Linked DNA regions of Gossypium hirsutum: regions 1 and 2 are each linked to region 3. A link is a contact called in public Hi-C data. All regions are on one chromosome and are shown on one strand. Each heading gives the region's core, a stretch centred on a gene start, on an enhancer-like site or on the middle of the called end of the contact. The rest is flanking DNA. Distances are from core to core; before and after follow the strand shown. Region 1 holds the start of LOC107952940 (jasmonoyl--L-amino acid synthetase JAR4). Region 2 holds the start of LOC107952941. Region 3 has its middle 37 kb from the start of LOC107952940.

Evidence for each region. Hi-C and Micro-C count contacts between places; a contact is called where the count stands out from the background.
Region 1: a Hi-C map of hypocotyl shows a contact between it and region 3, with 2.6 times the contacts expected there. The contact joins the promoter of LOC107952940 here to the enhancer-like site in region 3. A contact is called at or near these places in 5 of 34 Hi-C or Micro-C datasets (hypocotyl and leaf).
Region 2: a Hi-C map of leaf shows a contact between it and region 3, with 3 times the contacts expected there. The contact joins the promoter of LOC107952941 here to the enhancer-like site in region 3. A contact is called at or near these places in 10 of 34 Hi-C or Micro-C datasets (fibers, hypocotyl, leaf and 1 more).

The regions. Positions count from the first base shown.
Region 1 is chrA07:31,200,014-31,203,565 of Gossypium_hirsutum_v2.1, reverse strand. LOC107952940 (jasmonoyl--L-amino acid synthetase JAR4) reads left to right here and starts at 1,763. Exons shown (of 5, transcript XM_016888147.2): 1 at 1,763-2,089; 2 at 2,773-3,087; 3 at 3,173-3,274; 4 at 3,370-3,552. The coding sequence starts at 2,795.
Region 2 is chrA07:31,123,783-31,126,946 of Gossypium_hirsutum_v2.1, reverse strand. It overlaps LOC107952941, which reads left to right and starts at 1,338. Exons shown (of 5, transcript XM_016888150.2): 1 at 1,338-1,810; 2 at 2,076-3,164. The coding sequence starts at 1,696.
Region 3 is chrA07:31,162,666-31,166,121 of Gossypium_hirsutum_v2.1, reverse strand. No RefSeq gene overlaps it. Among protein-coding and RNA genes, the nearest start is that of LOC107952940, 37 kb to the left of the region's middle. Within about 2 kb of position 1,606, at least 7 of the 9 cell types and tissues checked have an H3K27ac peak or open chromatin away from gene starts, as enhancers often do. A contact at or near this core is called in fibers, hypocotyl and leaf, where this site is marked.

The DNA of each region.
Region 1 (3,552 bases), core at 514-3,013, 37 kb before region 3:
CATGATAAATGATAAAAGAATATTTTGTTAAAATGAAAATTTGATCAAATTCTAAGTTCGATCTCTCGATAATTAACTCTTTTATTAAAAGTATAATATCAAAATTATCATCTTTAACCCAAATTTACAAACATACATTTATAAGATTTAAATTATGATCTATTAATTGAGTATTTATCTTGTAAGAATGATTTGAGTTTGAATAATAAATGCAAGTTTGGAAGTTGAAGATCTTGCATGGATTGAATGAATAAAAAAAACCATATTATTAAAAAAAAACCATATTATTTAAAAAAATTTGGGAAAAAATATCATATAAATATAAACCCAAAAAGAATTGAAGTTGATAACTGATATACTTGGCATCAAAACGTGACATTAAATTAAAATATAGCAATGGCAGGGCAAAGAAAGAAAAGAAAAGAACGTTTTGTATGTCGACATGTGTTTTGGAGTTCGGAGTTGGGAGCGTAGGGCCCACCCACCATTTGGCCGCTCGTCACACCCCACCATGCATTGCCATGCCACCATTACTTCCTCATTTCTACATCTTTAATTTGCTTACTTTACCAATCCATGTACATCTTAATTAGATGTTAAATTACCACTCATTATCAAACCAAAACTTCCACATCCTATATTTCAATCTAATATTTTGCATTTATTATTACTTTTTAAAAAATAAAAATAAAACTTAGCGCTATATTAATTATGGTAATCAATATTGTATCAATTAATATGTATTGTTTCGATCCTAAATCAATATCAAGTAATTTATATTCTATTCTTATCAAAATTTCGATGTATCAAACATTCTATGATATAGAGACTTGGAAATCGGACTGCCCCAAACTAATTTTTTTATACAAATTTGATTTGATGCACCATTTGATTTAACCTGTACAATAAATTGACATTAATTATTACTTGTTGACTATGACTGACATATATTACTATGTGTTATTTTTTCTTAAAAGAGTTCTTTTGAGATAATTGAATTTGTTGGAAAACGATGAAATTGGCTTAGTAGAAACTGATTTTCCTTCACTCCTCTATAATTTATCCTAGTATGGAATGTGTCATGGGTGTGTTTTATTTTGGATTTTTTCCAGTTTTACTTTGATAAGGAAACAGGTTTAAAGAATAGTAAGTATAGAAGTACAATTATATAATTGATGGAAGTAACAAGATATACATAATATAATTAATGTTAATATTATATTAAGATAAGTATTTGACTTAGTGATTAAATTAATATTTTATCGATTTAAATAACACATGTTCAAATATCATTACATGTAAAATTTTTATTGACTTTTTTAAAATAAAAAGATTAAAATATTCTCGAATAATATAAATTAATTTAATTGTGAAAGGATATTTTTTCATAATTTTCCTAATCGAGTTACTACTCAATTAACTCATGACATCAACTCATTCTACAACAAAAACTAATTAAAAAAGAATCTGAATGAAAATAGAAAAGTTAAAGGGATGAGAAGTGCAATATTGCCAAAATCTGCCTTTCATTGTAGTCGACCCCACGTCAATCTGGCGTTATTAACTTCCTTATCTAGTGAACCAAAGGCAATATTAACCAATTCTCACAATAATCCAAGCCCATAAAGGTAATTTCAGAATTCATCAGTTGTACTCAAGCTGGCATTTCCGGAATTCTAAGGTTGGAGTATGGGCAAAGTCGGGAATGGACAAAAAAACATTTTAGGAATTAAAGAAAAAAAAAAGAGGCTGACAAATTTGTATTATTAATAATTTTAAAGAAAACGCCTATAAAATGCAAGCCTAAGAATCTTCTCTCTATCTCCCAATCCGCCATACCCAAAATCATTAACACACAGCAATTTGCCTTTGCCTTTCTTACGATAAAAAAACAATTTATCTATCTTTGCAGACACTTTGAGGAAAACAAGAGAGCGCATTGAAATTGGTGAGCAAACAAAATTCCTATCCTTTTTCACCTCTTTTCCCATATAAACTTGGAGAGTTCTGAGTTCTGACTCAATACCACCTTCCCTTCCCTCCATATCTCTGTCTCACTCTTTTACTGAAAAGCACTGAGCTTCCTCAGGTACTTGAAATTTCTGAATTTCAAACTGCACTTTATCCACATACTTACTCTGATTCTGTTTTATTCTTTTTCTGTTCTATTGAATTTCTTTCATTTCTTTTATTTTGTTACAGGTGATTTGAATCTCTTTCTTTGATTTCTTTTTGTTCGTTTGAAATTTTCAAAGTTTTGGAACAGGATATGAAGTTGAATTTTTGTTTCACATTTCAAATTCTTTGATTTCTTAGTTTCCTCTTCTTTCCGATTTCATTAATTTTGCACTTTTTTTAAAAAAAACGTTTAATCTCTAATCTCTAATCTCTAGTGGGAAATTGAAGTTTCTTATCGGTTGACTGTATTGACTATCCGTCAAATAAAGTGAAAGCTTGAAAATGTTTTGAGTTATTGTCTTGGTTTTTCAGATTGCTGCTTAATTATCATATAAGCTTGTTCCCCTTTTTGTCTTTATTTTTAAATTAGTGGTTATTTTTTTTCACCTCAAGTAATTTCTTTTTCTTGCATTTATTGATAGCAAAAGAAATCTCCATTCTGCTTCCGTTTGGTAGAAGAGAAAGAGAGCGGAAAACATGATTGTATTCTTTTAAAAATTATTTTTCTATGCTTTCAGATCACTTTATTCTTTTTCCTAAATAAGAAGTAAATAGTCTTCATATAATTTGATTTCCTTTATTTTTTTTTTTAAGGTTGTAGTTTGAGTAAGTAAGGATGTTAGAAAAGATGGAAATTTTACACGTAGAAAAAGTGATAGAAGAGTTCGAAACGATGACCAAAGATGCTGAGAATGTTCAAAGGGAGACCTTAAAGAAAATTTTAGAAGAAAATGGAAGCGCCGAGTATTTGCAGAATCTGGGTCTCAATGGCAGAACTGACCCCCAAAGCTTCAAGGCTTGTGTTCCTGTCGTCACTCACCAGGATTTGGAGCCTTATATTCAAAGAATTGTCGATGGTGCTTCTTCCCTGGTTCTCACTGGAAAACCCATAACCACCATATCTCTCAGGTATTCTTTACTTTAATTTTATGTTTTACATGATTTTTTTTTTAAAAATTGAATGATAATTTTTATTATTATTGTAAATTTGCAGCTCTGGCACCAGTCAAGGAAGGCCCAAGTTTGTGCCGTTCAATGACGAATTGATGGAAACTACTTTGCAGATATTCCGTACTTCTTATGCTTTTAGAAACAGGTATATGATTGGATATCTGTTAACCTTTTTCTCCCCCCAAAATTTTTTTTGGGAGATTTTTTGTCGTTATTAATCAGTTTGTGTTATTGACACAGGGAATTCCCTGTCACGAATGGGAAGGCTTTGCAGTTCATATACAGCAGCAAGCAGAGTAGGACGAAAGGGGGATTGTTTGCTGGAACCGCTACGACCAATGTGTTTCGCAATTCGCAGTTTAAGAAGGCAATGAAAGTAATGCAATCTCAGTGTTGCAGCCCAGATGAGGTGATATTTGGTCC
Region 2 (3,164 bases), core at 89-2,588, 39 kb after region 3:
TGAAACCCTTCCATGCCGACTGCGCTTTCCCACCAATGTTTCATTTATTTCCCAAAAGAAAAACAAGACGAAAGGACGACCACCTCTCCCCTGTCCCTTATAAAAGTACTGGGAAAATAAAAGAAACTTGTCCCAAAACTTCCCATTATTACGTTTTAAGTAAGAGCATGCAATGAGAAATGTGCAACATTGACAGCATGGGACCACATCCCCTGGTTTAGCTGACGGACTTCTGCTATATTAAATAATTGAATTATTCATCAGATTAATGATTTGTTATTTGCAGTTATTATTAAATTTTCAACTATTAAAATAGAAATACAAAAAATTTGATAAAATGATGGCTTACCTATTCAACATTTTATTGAATATTGTCCATTTATCATTTTCAAATATTTTACTAAAAATTCTATATAAAAGGGCTAATAACACTATCGAGTAAATATAATTCTGTATAATATTTGTTATAAGCATATGTTAAAGGGCAAACAACAATGAGATGTTTCAGAGTTGGAATAGATTTTCGCAGTTTCCTTCACTCTTCACAACCGACAAATCACTGCTTTTCCTCTTCTTCTCTCTTTGGTTGCATTAATTGTACAACCTTAATACCATAATTTCTTAGTCCAAATAAAATTAGAAAGATAAAAATCAAAAATGGAAAATATAATTCTGTTCTTATAGGTGTATTTTAAAGAAAAGATAGGAAAACTAAAAAAAATTGTAATTTTTTAAATTAAAATAAGATAAGAAAATAAAATGTTTAAAAAAATCATAATTTTAAATTAAAATACACATTCTTATCATCATGTCAATTTGGAATTATTGATTTTTATACATTAAAATAAAAAATGATCATCTCTCTTAATTTCTTTCATCTCACTTTTCGTTTGTATCAAATAAACTCAAAACCAGATTAATGATCAAACCGATAAGTTTATTATCAAATTGATTTGATTGATCCATATAATTTGATTAAATAAAAAATTAAAAATAAATAAAATTAATTTTTAGTACATTTCGTATTTGTTCGCAAGTCAATTAATTTAATTTTTTTGAATTTATATTCTAATCAATTCTAAGGAGTCGAGCTTAAAAAAAAGTCAAGAAGCCGTACAATGGCAAAAAATATATATAAATATTGTAATTAAATTTACCGTAATTTATTTAATTAATAAAAAATTCAAAACTTGAATGTGTGAAACTTTGAAGCCGTACAATGTCAAAAAATTCAAAGCTCCAAATCTTTTAACACGTAACCTCCACATTAACAACATCGTTAAAAGATAATAGTTTAATCAACATTTTCTTTAAAAGTATGAATATTCTTTATTTTTCATACAACTTTGGGAAACTATCATGTAATCTGGGTTTCTTTTGTTTATATGTTTGGTCTCTGAGAAAACCAACAACAACCCAGCAACTTGGCTTTTAAAAGGAAACTTATGAGAACCGTCAATTCAGCTTCCTTTTCTTATTTTTCCTCCTTAGCTCTCCATTTCTGGGTTCCCAAAGTTGGCTTCATATAAATATATGAGTAAGCGAGTTTGTTGATGCTGATGGCTGTTGCCAAGAGTCGTGAGGGGATATTTTAGCTCTTAAAAGAAAAGAAATGGTTTAAGCAAGTAAATTGCTTCTGGCGTGACGTCGTTTTCTATAATTTTGGCGTGTTGGGACCCTGAATGACTTAAAAAAATGACCGAGTCAACCAAAGTAAGGTTGGTTTTGTGTCCAAAGTGCGAAAACCTTCTTCCAGAACTTGCAGAATATTCTGTTTACAAGTGTGGTGGCTGCGGTGCTGTTCTTCGAGGTACTTTTCTCTCTTTATGTTTTTCTTTATTTTACTACTTTTTTTGTTTGGCTGATGAGAAAGTTGTTGAACCCAAGAGACACAAATCTGTCTCTACCCTCATCCTGTCATGTATCTGTGTTAACTTGAAATTTTGCTTATTAGAGTAGTTTGAAATAATTTAAGGCTTTGGATTCCAGTTTCCTGTTTTAGTTCGGTCCTTTTGCAATCAAATGAGCATAATTTCTTGCATGAAATTGATAGTGGAATGTTGTTTGATTAACAGCAAAAACTGAGAATTGTGAACCAGAAACTTCCTCTGAGAAGTTGGAAGAAGACAGGCTCGGCCAAGTTCCTACCAAGTTCCGTATTTTTTCGGAGAAGGATATAGTAGACTCATGTGATGCGGGTGGTAAATCAACCGCTGGCTCTTTCAGGTGTGATACAACTAGGAATGAACCTAAACTTGCTGCTGATAAGTGCTGTGTTGACAAAGGTAATGATATTAGTGCAAATAAGGATGAGGTGGTAAATTTAACTGGAACAGGAAACCAGAGTTTCGATTCCAAATTTGGGCATACTGGTGGATCACAAATACTGGGAGACGTTCCTGATTGGGAAGCTGGGAAGCAAGAAGAGATGGAGGGTTTTCCGAGAATTCCAAGAGATGTTACCGAAGACCATCCGGATGAAGGCCCATCAAACCGCCAGTTAGATGCTTCTTATGGGTTGCAGGCTCAAACTGACCAGGATGGTTCTGGTAGAATTCTCCTCGAAGAAGATCGAGCTATGCTTCTGAGGAAGCTAGATGAGATAAAGGAGCAACTTAGTAGGTCCTGTAATGTGGTAGATAAACCAAAAGATAAGGTTCCACTTGATGGGAGGGTTGCTCCTCCAGAGTCATTTGGTGGTGTTGGTTCCTGGTTTCCAAATGGTTCTTCCGCATCACAAAACCCTTCATTACCTTTCTATGGACCTGATGAAGATGGTTCTAGGGCAGGAACCTCTTACTTTGCTCAGTTTCCAGAATCGGATGCTTATCCTGTTGCGAATGCAATGACTCCACATGGACGGCATCCTCGAATGCTTGATCCAAATCATGTTCCTGCATATTTTGGACCCCGAGTGCTTGGAAGAACCTCGCATCAGTTGCCAGGGGAATACCAACAGCTGCCGCCACATCCATACTTAACTAGACAGTACAATGGAAGTGATCATCACCAATTCATGCCATACCCGCAAAGTTCAGTGTTGCATCATGCTTCTTGTTCTTGTTTTCACTGTTACGAGAAACATCAGCAAGTTCCAGCTCCTGTTCCGACCTCTGCATTTGGCAATAGAAGATTCCCTGATATGCCTAGTAATCCAATGTACC
Region 3 (3,456 bases), core at 357-2,856:
TGATCAGAAAGTTAAACTAAACCCAGAATTTGACACTCACAAATTTTAGGCCACCGTAACCCCACCGCAAGTCGATCCAAAGCTTCGAGCCCTAGTAATTTTCACCTAAACTCTTCAAATCCACCCTATGTATTTTTCACAACTAAACCGAATCATAACTCTTAAACCATTTGACTAGACCTTCAAAAGTTTCATTGCTAAGCTAACTTGGAGATATCATTTACTATAGTATTGAATGTAGTAAGTAATCTTCACCTCAAGTTATTTGCTTTTGACTCAAAGAGAGGAGTTTCGTTTAACTCCTTTAATGCTCATAAATAGAAAAATTTGTAAAGAAGTTGTCGAAGAAAAAAAATGCATTTATAGTGAAGAAAAAAAAACAAAAAAAAAACACCAAATCATATTTTAGACTAATATTATAAAGTTCCATTTTTTTTTTGTCTTAGACTTTCTTGTTCTTCTATCAATATTTCATTGTTCTCTGCAGGATTTTTTTGAATTTAGAAACAAGCACACGCACTCTTACAATAATTATCATTATATCACAACTTATGTTTTCCTTCTAGTCTTTTCGAGTACTTAGGCATAAAATAACTTTGAAACAGAGGTTGGATTTGAAGAGTTTAGGTGAAAATTACTACGGGTCAAAGTTTTGGAGCGACTTGTGGTGGGGGTACGATGGCTTGAAATTTGTGGATGTTAGATTCTGGGTTTAGTTTAACCTTTCAATTAACTTTGAAGAGAGTAGTAGAGGGTAAAGGAGAAAGAAGCTGAAGAGATGGTTCTTATTGGTGTAAAACACGCCATTTCACTTAACAAGAAAATTATGTGGAAATTAGAAAATGAAAACTTATATATATAGTTAGGTGACCAATGTAGTTTACCCTAAAAAGAAATAGAGAAGAACTGCTTATGGGCTCCGTCTAAAGCAAATCTTGGTTTTGGAAGAATTGTTGATTTGGGCTAATTGCGGTGAATTAGTATATTCATTATCCAAGACTTGGAGCAAAAACATCACTCTTCTTACATCTTTTCTCAAAATATCAAATCACGACCCCATAGCAAAGGAAACTGAAATCAGGATGTAAACAAATAAGAAGTATCACGTAATGATCTGCGAATCTGGTGAAAAATATAAATCATAGATTGATTAAAAAGTAAATTGATTTATTTTTCTTTGTTAAACATTTCATTCATTTCTACCATTAAAAGTTAGTGACTGATAAAATAACCAGAAAGTTACATGTGTACCTTATTCTAATGTACGAAGATTAATTTTTAACAATAAAAATAGATAAAATTTTTAATAGAATGAGTAATTTATTTTTTGATCTAATGTACAAAAATTAATTCATCTATTTTTTTTAAATAAATGAGACAAAATATAATTCAACTCTTAGTATAAATACCTTCATAATATTTTTATTGCATTTATATTTTATTTTTGAATACCCACCATGTAAAGGACGATTTTGAAGCCTATGCATCTTACTTGCTATGATTTGGTTTACCCAAAAACCTGGTTTGAGTATGAGAAAGAAGGTTGTAGACGGAGTCCCAAATAGAAAGAAGGCAACTTTGATAATTATTATCAGAACAGTCACTTCATTTTTGAAGTGCTTACACATTGGGCCTCCTGGTCATGGACCTGTCATTTCCTAGTTTGGGCCCTGCAATGCTTTATCATTTTTTTAGCTTAAACACAAAAATAGGACAAATTTGCCTGCCTTCAAAGAATCTGCCAGCAAATGATCCAACAAATATTATGGGGACACCTTGTATTTAAATATTCAATTTGATGAGGTTGAGGGAATTTCACCCTTCTCTTGTTTCTGGCATGACCCACATGTTGAGAGGTCTTATACAATTAAAGCCATTGACTTCTTGGGGAAAGTTCCTACATACTAATATTAAGCAAAGCAATCCCTTTTTGACGCATTTGGCTGGTTTAGCAGTTGACCTGGAATTGTCGCCCAAACGCCAATTAATAAACCTCGGATTTGAAGTCTGAATAGTCTCCGCGGTTGAATCAACTTATCAAATTTTACTACTCAACCCATTGCTTTTTTTTATCAATAATAACTACGGGTAATGAAACTTCAATTTTTTATGAATGCCCTACAAATTGATTGTTATTATCACACAACAATCAGAATTGGGGACATCTTCAAGTGTTATTTCTGTTTTTATATAATAGGTTAGTAGTTTGAGGTTGGGTGTCATGGGAGGCGAAGCGCACACTCAAATGCCACTGCAATAGCAACCAAAGGCCAGCGGCTCCTTGGACGTTGCTTTCTTCATCAAATTACCTACATTTTTCTTTTTCTTTTTTAAAATCTAATGTTTTATGTGTTTCTTGACTTTCATATTTGTTTTTCACAAAGTTATCATGTTATTTGCAAATAAAATCTTAAACATATTTAATAAAAAAAGAAAGAAAAGAAAATTACATTGGTAACTACTCTTTCATGTACTTACTAACCAAATTCATCAAACAAAATAAAAGTCCGCACCGACCGTTTCAAAATGACAAGTGTTTTGTTGGAACCCACATTCGATTTTCGCACCATCGTTTTACCATTTGAAAAAATAATTTAATAAATTTATTTAAGGTGTATTTAATAAATCATTAAAATTTTTTTAATCATTTTAACTTTTATTTAATATAAAATTTACAATAAAAAAATTTGAATAAGATAAAGGAGGTAATTAGTTATTTATCACTTAATGTAAAAAATTAACTCGATTTTATTTTATTAAAAATTGAAATAAATTATATATTTTTAAAAATAAAATATTCAAATTACCATATTTATCTTTCATCCAAAACTATTCAAAACAATATAAAACATTATATTAATAAAATTAAAATTAAAAATAAATAATTTTCAAAAATTAATATTTACTTTTTTCAAATAACAAAATTATATTCTATACTTATATTTACTAATTTATCAAATAAATTTCTAATATAAATTCAATACTTAATTTTTCAGTACTTAAATTTTTAATTTATAAAACACGCCTTTATATTTTATAATTAAATATAAAAATAATAATATAAAACTATTTTTTTATTTTTTTATTTTTAAAAATAATAAAATAGATCAGACCTCAAACCTATCTAAGATTGAAAAAGTTAAATTCAAATGCAAACCAATCCAACTTTCTCCTTCCATGAATATTTCAATCAAAATCATCAAGTTAAAAACATTAAAGAAAAAGGAAGTCAAAACCAAACCAAATCATTTTTTTATTAGAATTCATCCCATCCTCAGAGTGAATAATATTTTTTTAAAAAATAATTATAATTTAAAAGATAAATTAAATTTAAAAATATATATTTTTTAAAGTTGATGATTATTTAGAAATAATTGTACTTTCTGGTTAAGTGTGCTACTATAGCACGTTTCTGTCTGCTACTCTAACTCGATTAAGGCTTTTTGCTTTTTCTTT